2 separate regions of the Danio rerio genome follow, and region 2 is linked to region 1. A link is a contact called in public HiCAR-type data. All regions are on one chromosome and are shown on one strand. Each heading gives the region's core, a stretch centred on a gene start, on an enhancer-like site or on the middle of the called end of the contact. The rest is flanking DNA. Distances are from core to core; before and after follow the strand shown. Region 1 holds the start of si:dkey-103j14.4 (a long non-coding RNA gene). Region 2 holds the start of prim2 (DNA primase subunit 2).

The links. HiCAR-type assays count read pairs that join an accessible place to other places.
Region 2: a HiCAR-type map of caudal fin shows a contact between it and region 1, with 8 times the contacts expected there. The contact joins the promoter of prim2 here to the promoter of si:dkey-103j14.4 in region 1. A contact is called at or near these places in 5 of 18 Hi-C or Micro-C datasets (caudal fin, embryo, fibroblasts and 1 more) and 2 of 4 datasets of contacts at active chromatin or transcription factors (caudal fin and embryo).

The regions. Positions count from the first base shown.
Region 1 is chr13:26,386,220-26,392,971 of GRCz12tu, reverse strand. si:dkey-103j14.4 (a long non-coding RNA gene) reads right to left here and starts at 3,597. Exons shown (of 2, transcript NR_188714.1): 1 at 3,438-3,597. It overlaps sorbs1 (sorbin and SH3 domain containing 1), which reads right to left. Exons shown (of 24, transcript XM_073920835.1): 24 at 4,774-6,752.
Region 2 is chr13:26,794,698-26,801,449 of GRCz12tu, reverse strand. prim2 (DNA primase subunit 2) reads left to right here and starts at 4,043. Exons shown (of 13, transcript NM_214782.2): 1 at 4,043-4,560; 2 at 5,276-5,388; 3 at 5,722-5,816. The coding sequence starts at 4,416.

The DNA.
Region 1 (6,752 bases), core at 2,348-4,847:
CTTGCATGTGTTTAGCGTTTTTCCTTATCGCAAACACAACTGTAATCTGGTAGTATTGGTGCTGCTTTGGCTTTTTCTGGGATAATTACTGTGATCTGCCAATTGCAACAGAGAAATACTGGCCGATATCTCTGTAGATTGATGCCATTTCATCTATTTCATCCATCTATCTATCGATCTATATATAGATATTACATACATATTATTAAATGACAAGACTCCTATTAACATACTTACTGGTGTAATATCAGTATAGAATGCATAACTGCATGCAACTATAAATAAAACTTATTAAAAAGAGCGGGGACGAAAATAACGTGGGACAAAAGTAACACAGCATATCAATAATATCGAGGACCACAATGGAAAAAGCCTGTGGCTTTTTTGTGTATTTTATCCTTGAAAGTTTTTAAAATATGTATGAATTAATCGAATTGGACTCATATTTTTGTTAAAATTATTAAATCAATCAATCAGTCAATCAAAGGTATTTTCTTAAAGCCCTGACAACATTTGCTTTACAGGCTATAACAGCACATTCAGCATGCAACCATTGATGGAGCTGACAAATATCACCTGATTTCGAGACGAGTGTTTCAAGTTTCCCACAGTTAGCTCCAAATTTCTGTTTTTAAGTGCAGAAAGTAAATAATTGTAGCGTTCCTTATGTGTTTCTCTTTTCATGCATCACACTAATGATCAATCTACATGTTATTTAGTGCAATAACACATCCTTAAGTTTGCGATGTCTAAGTTTTTCCAGTTTAAAAGTAAATCAGGTTTAAATGGCAAGGAGACGAAAGTAACAGTGTTATTTATGCCCCACAGCTAATAGACAAAGCTTATTTTTTGCTTCCACATTAGAGTTTGCAGAGTTTGGATTCAGATGTTTTATCAAATTAATCCATTTTGCCAATAATAATTTTAAAATATTGACAATTGTAACATTTTGCAATGCTGGATTGCTTTAGAAACATTTGACGGAAGTGAAATTTAAAAGGAAAATGAAGTTTAAGATTTTTTGGCAAAGATATAGGACAAAATATGTTTACAGTTAACATTAACAAGATCATTGTCAGATGTATTTAAAATAAACAAGATTACGCCAGTAAATCTAGCAAATATTGTTGTGTTACTTTTGACCCACTCATGTGTTACTTTCATCCCTGCCTATGTGGTCAAAACAACAACATGCAACTTTTGTTTAAAGTGAAGTTATATTGAAGTTGTTCAACACTGATACAAAATAACACCTGATTTTAATAGACCACTCTTATAAGTTAGTAACCACAGCAAAAATATATTTCTTCTAAAATCATTATCTTTTGTAAATTGTCCTTTCGTCCCCACTCTATCTTGCCTCTAATATAGTTCTATACTTTAAATAATGCCGAGTAGTTTCAACCCAAATTTTTATACAAATATAGAGGGGCACCATAAAATACGATATAACAATAGTATATATGCTAATATAAACTAATAAAGAAACAAACCATCATTACAAATATTGATAATGTTAGTTTTGCATGCTTGAATATGTTCATGAAAGACATGAAATTACACGAAACATCACTCAATTTTACAGTTTTAATTATTGACATTTACATTTACATTTAGTCATTTAGCAGACGCTTTTATCCAAAGCGACTTACAAATGAGGACAAGGAAGCAATTTACACAACCAAGAGCAACAATGAATAAGTGCTATAGGCAAGTTTCAGGTCTGTAAAGTCTAAGAAGGGAAGTATTAGTAGTATTAGTTTTTTTTTTTTTATAGCCTTTATTATATATATTTTTTATAGCCTTAAAAAAATCAACGTTTGTTTTAGGGTTACTGCTTGCAATGATGCAAAATTCACTGTATTTATTATGAACTATAAGCATATTTTAAGCATATAAAACATTTACATTTAGCCACTTTATTGCTACAGTACATAACATAACAGGTTGCCACCTACAGCTTTAACCGAATCTTAAATCACTAAATGAAACAAACAGAATTTACCACCTGTGGTTGGAGAAAATGAGTCGCTAGTGTTTCAGTGTCGCATAATCAGCGTCCAACTGTGTGTTTCCCTCTCATCTTAATTTACTTTTTCAAGTGCGAGCTTCGTTAATTGCAAACATCTAAGACTCCAGGAGATTTTACAGTGTCACTTTCCTTCGTGTTTATGCGCTATTGACATCACACTGCACCTTATCGTGTTATGAGTTTATTTTTGTTTGTTTAAATTAGGCTCTAATTTGAGCTCTAATTTATTAACAGTCCTGTGAGGAAGGATGTTTTGCACTGACTGTTCTGGTGGCTTTTACTCAGCGTTGAGGCGGAGAATCCTTTGCCTTTACCACCCCTTTGTGGTCATGGGTGGTATTGCCATACACACATCAAAGTTATATTATATGGGCAGCGCTCAGCAAGTGGCTTTGAAAGACATTTTATTTATATGTATGTATATGTATATATATATTCATTCATTCATCCGACGGAGAAAATTTAAACCCCCTTTTTCACAATATAGAGAAGTCAATATATATATATATATATATATACTACATTAATATAATAATATAATGTTTACACACACACACACACACACACACACACACACACACACACACACACACACACACACACACACACACATATATATATATATATATATATATATATATATATATATATATATATATATATATATATATATATATATATATATATGACTTCTATATTGTAAAAAAAGAGGGTTTAAATTTTCTCCATTGGACCAGATTAACAATAAAATATGTGATGACATTACTCAAAAATATTAAGTAGGCCTATAGTTCTTCTGGATAAATGCGTCAGATAAAGTTGGTTTAAGTCGGACATTTTGACCGTCTTCAAAAAAGGTAGCAAGTTATACAGAGGTAAAGTTGGTTTTATATTCGCACATTCGTTCATTTTGCAGTCTGTATTGTTTACCATGTTACTTTGAATATTCAATTGGAATTAGCATGCACGTATGACTTCTAAATAACATTAACACTATAATTCGCTGTGAACAATGTTATCAGTCATTTGCTGCAAATATGATTTCACTATTTAGAATTTGCAAAGAATATTTTATATGAAATTATATTATTAATGAGAATGTCTCCAAATATAAAACCTCTATGCAAGTTATGGGACTTTGAACATAATATTCCAAGTGGTAAACAATGTGCCAGAACTTGACACGTTGTTTAAATCTACTGTTTAACCTACTTTATTCAATTTCTACATTACTATTTTATTTATCTTAAAACAAAAATGGTGTTTAATAGTAAAACAAGTTGTCTTTCTTCCACTAGTGTCACCAGTAACATTAAATATTTATGTCTATTTTCTCTGTCGTGTAAGATACATGATTAATTGTTTCCTTGATATTAGGCTATTTTGCTTGCGTTTAGCTGCTTACCTTTTGGCGTCTCAGCTAAATCTCAAACAGGCCTATCCAATCGAACTCTTCACTCTCAAACAGTGGCAGCGTTTGGTTTTATCGCATTATTTCCGTGTATTTTGCGAAGTCTTGTGTACTTTCGGCTTGCGCCAACTAACTCGTGTAAACAACCTTATAGCAGTATACCACACCTGCTAAAAACCACATGCTGGCTCACCAGAAGCCACGCCCTAATCTCTCGCTATTGGACGAGCTGGAATTTAAGTGAATGGTGGATGTGAGAGAACTTGCTAGGTTCAATAAAAACATTTTCCGAAGGAGATACAGTAATAAACCCGCGGTGACACGGAGGCCACTGGTTCCAGTCCTGGCTGGGCCAGTTGGCATGTTCTCCTCGTGTTGGCGTGGGTTTCCCCCACAGTCCAAAGACATGCGGTATAGGTGAATTATAAACTAAATTGGCTGTTTTGTATGAGTTGGCCGTATTGTATAAATGAGTGTACACGGGTGTTTTCCAATATTGGGTTACAGCTGTAAGGGCATCAGCTGTGTATGGTGGAAAGTTCCGCTGTGGCGACCGCTGATAAATAAAGGGACTAAATGAATAAATAAATGAATGAATGAATAATAACCCATGAATATGCAAATATTTAAAAATATATATGCTTATATTAGTAATATGCTTATATTAGTTAGTGAACAGCAAACTATTTTTTAAATTAAAAAAAAAAAAAAAAATATATATATATATATATATATATATATATATATATATATATATATATATATATATATATATATATATATATATATATATATATATATATTTCTTAACTAAAATAGAATTTAGATTGAAAACATTCCTAAAATGAAAACGGGGGATTTTTGCTACTGGACAATGACATGAACTACTGGAATGCCAATAATAATTTTTTTAATTATTATTACTGAATTATAAAACAGAATCTATCATTTCAAAACAGCAATGCAGTTTTACAAAACAAAATTATAATTACAATAATAACAAAATATTATGAATGTTTGGGCATTTGAAACTCTTCTTTTGCCACCTCAAGAGGGTGCTTTGCATTTAAGGCTAATTTTAAGTCCAATATATGTTTTTTTTATGCAAAAAAATTGTTTAGTTATTAGCTTAGGAAAGAACACCAAAAAATAAGTCTGTTCCCAGAATACAGAGATTAAACACTAAATTCAAATAAAAATAAAACAATGAATATAACATACTAAAAAACTAAAACATAATAAAAAAAGTACACAGTACATATATTTTGAAATGAGCTTAAAACACAATCAAATAAGCAGTGCACATCCTGACAACAAACAGGATCAGTCAAAAGCTGTAATATTGTTTATTAAATATTGCATAATGAGGCAATCACAGCAGTAATAGTGTTTAAATTCATTGTAATTGTAACAGCACTGCAAATAAACAAAAACAAAACAAAAAGATGCAAAATTCGCTCTGCATACAGACCACAAAGTAATAATTACACATAATTAAACATCTCAGGTGTCATCTCACACTCTTGAATAACTCATATGATTGTGGTGAAGAACTCTGTAATAGTCTCCTTTAACACACTTGGGTCAAATTTCCATACAAAGTGACATATTCACCAGGAGGCAGAAAAAAATAAAATAAAACAAAATAATAAAACTAGGCACAGTTCAACGAAGCCATGAGACAGAAAGGCATTTCAATCCCAACACAGTGTCAGAATCACTCGCTCAGTCATATGAGACGGTCTGTGTGTGTTACGCAAATCTCTGTGCTTTCCTAATATTCTTCATTTAATATAAACTGTAATATTTATAGAGGTTGCTGTAACTTCGGTCACTTTCATTCATTTATACTTTACATATTTACAACTCTGACAGAATAGGAGAACTGTGAATTTCAACTTTGTTCACATCCATGTTAAAAGAGTCTCAGAGCACTACATTCAAATATGCTACGCTATATTATAACCAACACATAGTTTCAAGTTCAAATTCACATCTGATTTTTTTAAATTCCTCGTTGTTTTTCTATGTGATTACATCTTGATAAAGGTTTTAGCAACAACCACTGGTTTACAAAATGAAAAATATATAATCTAAATACTTCATTTCTGTCCAAATGATCTCTTCCTGATTCTCGTTTTGAGATGGACGGAAGGCTGGTAAGCACAAAAGCCCGTTCATGGCAAAAATGATAACTTTATTAGCACTGACACCAATGTAGGATAATGCTTTCTTTTTATTTAAACCATGCACTGCTGTTTTGTCATCTGTCCCAGCAAACACACAACGTCATAAGACGTTAGTCTTAGGTTAGATTTAGGTTAGATTTAGGTCAACGTCTAAGGACAATGTTTTTTTGACGTCCAATAACGACTTGAAATGACAATGATGTTTTGTTGATTTTAGGTAGTGTCGGAAAGTGACCTAAATCCAACATCAAGCCAACATCCTAAACCAAAGGCACATTGACGTCAAATACTGACATTTATTTGTCAGGTATAGAAACCAAAATCTAACATCTGAAAGATGCCATATTGGTAATGTCCACACAACGTCAAGCTGTAACATCCTTAGACGTTGATACTTTGTTGTTTTTAGGTTGTGTTTTTAAAGTAACCAAAATGCAATCTCTATGTCATGACGTTGGACATTCTCTATGACATTGGACATTGATGTCAGCCTGACATTGGGTTCTGATGTCAACCTGATTTACATTTCCAATCAATCTGACGTTACGTTGGCGTCCTGTGCCTGCTGGGGAGACTTTAAATGCTCAAGCTTTTTAGAGTAGCACAGATTCTGATTGGTTGTCAATGGTTTTATCATTCACCAGCTATGAAAAATATTACTGTGAAAGTGATTCCAACAATATCATTCCTCTTTATTATTACAGCTGTCTTGTCAACTCTATGAGCTCTATGACAACTGAATTTAGGCTGTTTTTATAACTGGTATAGGCTAGATATCATCCTTGTTATGAATGGGCCTAAAGCGGATAGTTCACCCAAAAACAATCATTTACTCACCCTCTTATGTCCTCTGTGAACATAAATAGTGATTGACTTCCATAGCATTTTTTTTGGTCTACCAGTGGCTACCAGCTACTGTATAAAGGTACTTTTAAATATCCTAGTATGTAAAAATGAAACTCATAAAGGTTTGAAGTTGAGTAAATGTTCAATTTTAAAGTGAATTATCCCTTTAGAGTCACAGAAACTCTCTAGCAGCACGTTCTCTGGCATTACATGGAATGGACCGTATAAAACCTAAGGGGAGATTCAAAAACAACTTTTCATCAGAAGAAATCCA
Region 2 (6,752 bases), core at 2,794-5,293, 410 kb before region 1:
AGGTGCAAAAATACTGACAGATTAGGCATATAAATGTAGTGAGTACACATCAAATTTTAATACACGCTTCTAGAAATCGCATTTAAATTACAGACTGACTTAGGCTTTATCAAAGTCTGTGAGGAAACACATTACTTCAGATCGGATGTGCTTATAATGAGAGGAAATCATGAATGAACAATTGTTTCCAATTTACAGTCAAATTGATGTCATTGGTTAGCCTATAGAAGTTCAGACCAGAGTGTAATTGGATCACTTGTTATCAGAGGAAAGATCATAGTCATGATGAGCTGGAAAAAGCTTTGTGAAAAGGAAATGTTTCTGAGTCAGAATTACAGCATTCAGTTTCAAATGATCTGGAGTAAAGTACTTTAAATAATAGTTTATTCATGAAGTACAATCACTCAGGTGTTTACATTACTGTGTAGTCTCACTTGAAAAAGAAAACCCGCTGCTCAACTATAGTGTAAAACTAGTTTGCAGTAATATTTGTTTTGAGGAATTGAAGATTTTGTACATTGTTTTTTTATAATGTTCAAATAATAGTTTGTTCTTTTCCATAAAGTCAGTAAATTAGATGCAAAAGTAACATTAGCCATTATTATCAATACTAATTCTTTGCTAAATAAAATATATAATAAAAAAAACAGATTTTTTAAGGATCATGTGAGACTAAAGGGACTAACAATGCTGGAAATGCAGCTTACGCCAAGAATAAATTTTTAATAAATTTTTGGCATTTTTAAAGTATATTAAGTTATTAGTTTAGTTTATTTTTTTTGGAAGAATTATTAAAAGTAGAAAATCCACGAAAGCTCTAAATTGCAGCTAATAATAATTCATTCATAATAATTAAAATATAATTAAAACGTTTGGTTCCAGCTGTAACATTATCGCACATTAATCTTTTTAATGTTTATATAAGGTCATTTTTTAAGAAAATGTTAATAGAAAAAATAAATTATTATATAATTTTATATGGAAAAACAAACCACATAAGATTAAAAAAAGATATTCTAAGAAACAAGATTAGGGACAGAGGTTTAGGGATTGTCGACTTTACTTCATTTAATCATACATTAAAAATAAATTGACTGAAGAGATTTCTTAAAAAACCTTATTCAATGTGGAAAATATTTCACAACTTTATTTTTATTCAAATTGGAGGTATTGTTTTTCTATTACAATGTCCTTTCTCACTTGGATAATTACTCATAAAATTAACAACATTTCATAAACTGCTCTTACTATCATGGTTATGAATATACAAGCACAAATTTTTCTCCTCACCACTGCTTCATTTGGAACAATTGAAGTATTGTTTGCAAATCTTTATTTTTTAGAGAAATGGTTTTTAAAATATTTTTTTTTATTTGTCAATTATTAGATGACAATGGTACTTTGTTTATTTTCTGAGTTTAAAAAGCTACATTTTGAACCCTCAGAAAAAGAATAAAATACAGTTTTATGTACCATCCATTCATTTGATTATTTCTTTTATCCTGGAAAGGAATAATCAAATGAAGGATGGTACACAGACCGATACAGTAATTCATGCCATTCTCAATGGTTTAAAAACTTTATTGAAGGGAGTGCAAACTTTTAATTTGGATCCACCTTTAGACCAAACAACCCAATCTCAATAAAAGGGATATCAATAGTTGATGATAAATTTAATAATTGTATGATGCTGACTTTTTAAGCATAAAACAATTCCAGCTTCTATTTTAAATGGCTGGCCACATATAACATAAATCGGGACATTAATTGGAATCTTCCACATAAACATTTGCTAACTAACAAGGTAAAAGAAATTACATAGATGTTATCCTTGTAAAAGCTTCCTTAACTATATGATAGATATTGAAAACAAATGTACTTTTTGTGACTTGGAGGAAACCATTATTCATCTTTTTTGTGAATGTTCTTGTGTGAAATTATTTTAAACAGAACTATGTATCTATCTCAGAAAAGACAAATGTTGATATTTGTTGAAAGACTTTTGACATAATTTTCTTTTATTACAACTCTAAATCTTGCATTCAGTACATTGTTAACCTTTTTTATTATTGGTAAGTTTTTTACTCACAAGTGTAAATTATTGGAATTTTTTTTTAATTCTGGCTATTTTTTTTAATTGACTATAAGTCAAATATTTTGTCTTTAAAGGGCATAAAAACAAAAAGTCTTTTAAAAGTAAAAAAATGGCTTTCATATGTAACCTTTTATAGTTTTTCCTCTGGCCTCTGTTTTTAATTTTAATTTTTATTAGTATTTTTTCTTTTTTCTTTTTTTTTATATTGTATTATGCAGATTGTAACATCTCAATTTTTTCTAATGTTCCAAATTTCTGCAATCTATTGTTTTTGTTATTGAAAACAATAATAATAAAAAAAAAAAGAAAATAATAGAAAAAACACTTCTACTGCATAGCCAATGGAGGGCAGTATAAGCCAACATCTCCATCCCACTGAGCACGTGTATGCGTGTATGCGCATAGCAAGCCATTTGGACACATTTTATTTTTTAAGCATGCTGTCATTTATGAACATGCTGCTTTCAGTTACTCAATTATTTATACAAATAAGAGGAATCGGTTAATATGGTTTAGATGAAGCCGTGCCTGCAGGAAGAAGATGTTTTACAGTCGTCAGTCAGCTGGGGTGTGTGGGTGAGATGTGGAAGTACGCGCAGATATCTGTGATGCAGAATCAACAAACTGCGTATTTTCAGTGGAACGCAGTTCTCACGCTTAGATTACCATTTATAGAAAATAGCCAACTCCTATTTTGTGATTCATAGGCCTAAGTTTTGATTACAGTTGAACTTTATTATTGGACCTCTCTCTGTTGACTTTTGATGTTGAAAATTTAACATTATTGACATTTAAGTAGTTTTAAATAATATGACGTATTATAAATTATTAAGTCTTTAAAATAACAGAAAATGTAGTTTATTGCAAGGTTCCCGTACCGACAAACACAAACCCAGACATTATCTTTGAACTATTAAAAATGTTAATAAAAGTCACTTTTACTTCGAACTTTTCAAAGTTGTTAAAAGAAAGGTCCCATAATGCAATTTAAAAGCATAGGCTAAACTGGGAAAATTAAAAATAAAAACATGAATAACAAAATACAGAAAACTGCAGATTTACGCAAATGTTCTACAGTGTATATACAACTAAACTTCATAAAATTATGAAGGACAATTTTTCATTTAAGTTAAGAAATAAAATAAAATAAAATAAGAAATAATGTAATAAATACTTTGTACTGCAAATATAAATGCATTTTAAATTTTATCAAATTAAAATACAATTCAATTTAAGCTACAATTAAATGTGTGTATTTAATTCAAAGGCCCTTAAACTGCAAACTTGTTTATATGATAGCGTTCTTTTGAGTTGAATCTTTTCAATGAATCGTTTACCAAAACTTGTCCGAATGTTTGCGATAAATGACAGTGGGCAATAATAGGACGTAGTAGATTTGATCTAGCGTTTGACTGGTGCTGTGAAAAGATACTTTAATTTTATAATTACAGAAATATTTACAAAATAAAAACTTTAGTTGAATCTAAAAAAAAGTTGCGTTCTGGCTGTAAATTAATATTTGCATATTTAGATCTAATATACTTACATAATATATAACATAATAAAAAAAACTACTAATACAAATTTACTAATAAAAACACCCTACATTAAAGCATTTTTGCAATGTCAGAAACACACGAGAAAGTAATACGTCACGAATCGATGTCATTGATCAAGAACTGGTTGTTTGAGTCGGTTACAAAATTATGTGTAATCATCTCAATGTAAATAAAACTTAAAATAAATTTCAATAAATCAGTGAACCAAAAATGTCCGTTTTTTCAAATGAATTGTTCAAAAGAACCGAGTCTTCTAAATGATTCTGTAACAGCCCCCGGAAACAGACGTTTGTTGAATACGATTGGTGGATTTTGTGAGTGGCGTCATATACCCGCGCTTTGTTTGGAACGTCAGCTCCTTGGCGGGATTCAGGCCCCTGGAAGAGACAGGCAGGTTTGTTGTTCTCTGGCAGTAACGTGTAAAAATTCTGTATACATCCAGCTTTTGTTTATACACCTAACGCTAATATCATTACCATGTTTAAGTGTGTAACGTTAAACACCCGCGAGGACTTTGCTGACATAAAGCAACATATATTACCTGCGTATAATGAACTACGTTAGCTTTTAACTTAGCATTGTTCTAGTTACACACATTAATAATCTGTCACAAAAGCTGTACTGCGTACTTATGTTATTTAAGTATTGTTACAAGTCTGGATTATTTAATGTTGTTCGGATCATGAATTATTTCAGTTGTAGCACTTTTTTAAAGCTTAAACTATAGCCCTATAACGTTATCTCTGTTGTGTAGGTTTAAAATGCAGTTTTCAGGCAGAAGGAAGAAGCTGATCAGCAGCTCTCAGAGTGATCTGTATGATCACTGTCTGCAGTTTTATGGTCAGCCTCCTCTGGACAACATCTCCCTCATCGAGTTTGAGACCTTTGCAGTTGAGAGACTGAAATGTGAGTCTTTAGCACATGCCATGTTTGTTTATTAACCATCATAATGCACTAAAAATGAGAATGATTGTTAAATAGTCATAACTTTTTATTTATTTGTAATTTTTAATTAAACCATATTGTCTCTGATTAGTAATGTCTTGTTAAAGGGATAGTTGACCCAATAATGAAAATATACTCACTCTGAAAGGGGTTTAAAACATTTTTTTAAGTTGTTTGTTTGTTGAGCATAAAGGAAGGTATTTTGAAGAATGTTCAAATAATGTTATCTTTTGACACAAATGTAGAAAAACGTACCAAGAAAGTCAATAGTTATCCATTTCCAAGATTTTTTAAAACCATTATTTTGTTTTCACTGGAATTAAGAAACTCAGATAGGTTTGTAAAAAAAGTTAAGGTTGAGTAAATGATGACAGGAACCTTAGTTTTGGGTGAGCCATGTATTTAATGTCTTTAATAAATGATTTAATGAATGTACCATGCTATTGTTACATGTAAGTTCTTGTTTATTTGAAAAAAACACACACTTCAGTACTCCAATATTAAGACATTATTATTTTTTAAGTATTTTACTGAACTTATCTTTAGCCCCATTGGAATAACATTATTACAATTAATAATTTCGGTTTAAAAATATGTTGAACAATGTGTACATTTATTAATCACGACTACTCAAGAATGCCATGTTAAATGTGCTTTTATTCTATGCTTTTCCAAGTGCTCAAAACTGTGGAAAACCTTGGAGTGAGCTATGTGAAAACTACAGACCAGTACATCAAAAAACTGGAAGCTGAGTTTTTAAGCCTGAACTTTCCATTCAGGGCAGAAGTGGTAAGGACACATTCTTCATAAGAAATATATGTGTACATTTCTATACTGTACTTATGGGGCATGCACTAGTGCTCAAGGGGATCATCATTTTTTTTAGCTGTACACTGAGCATCAGAACCTTTCCTTGAGAATGAATTATTATTATTGTTATTTTAATATTTCTACTTTTTTAAAACTTGCATTATGTTATTTGATGTTAACTGATGATTTGTATTGACTGTACTGTAACTCTTTCATACAACACAATGTTATATTTACACAGATTTATTGTCTTTAAAAAGTTTTAAAAATCTTAAATGAGTGCAGTATGTTCATTTTTTTTTAATAACCCAGGATGACCGAAAGGTTCCAGGAGTAACATCTGAATATGAGAAACGAAGAAAAGACCATATCTCCCATTTTATTCTCCGCTTGGCTTATTGCCAAACGTAAGTAATTAGGTTATACTTTTACAGATTGATTAATTTTAGTCATGAGGGACTCTAATCTGTCTTTGTTGAAAATTGAGCTATGAGTATGTTTATAACATTTACGCTCTTAATAGAAAAACTACAGTTGAAGTCAGAATTATTAGCCCCCTCTGTTTATTTTTTTCCCCAATTTTTGTTTATTGGAGAGATATTTTTCTACACATTTCTAAACATAATAGTTTTAATAACTCATTTCTAATAACTGATTTATTTTATCTTTGCCATGATGACATGAAATAATATTTGGCTAGATATTTTTCAAGACACTTCTGTAAAGCCTAAAGTGACATTTAAAGGCTTAACTAGGTTAATTAGGTTAACTAGGCAGGTTAGGGTGATTAGACAAGTCATTGTATAACAAAGTTTTGTTCTGTAAAAAATATATAGCTTAAAGGAGTTAATAATTTTGACCTTAAAATTGATAAAAAAATTATTTAAATTCAAAATATAATTGTTTATTAGAATTTTTGTTTATCTTGAAACACAGATTACTTCATGTAAACAACACACCCCAATAAACCATCTACATACTGGCTTGACAGCCATATTTGTTGCAGAAATAAAAACAGAGGCATGTTAAAGCCATTTGAATTTTAAAACAATCAATGCCAATAAAGAAAAAATTGGTTTCCAAGTTAGATTGTAAGTGGACTGCAAAAAAAAAAGCCAAAATACAGGCATTGCAGATATGGAAAATGGAAAATTATAATAATAATAAAGTATTGAATACAAATAATTGCACTTATTAAAAAGTTGTATTGTTGTGAGTTGAGAACATTAATTATAAAGTAGAAACAATTTTGCTTAGACTTCCTTTACATTCAGCCTGTTGCTAAAACAGTCCAGTCTGTTGACATTATCGGGGGACAATGTAGACCTTTTCTTTTAAATGAT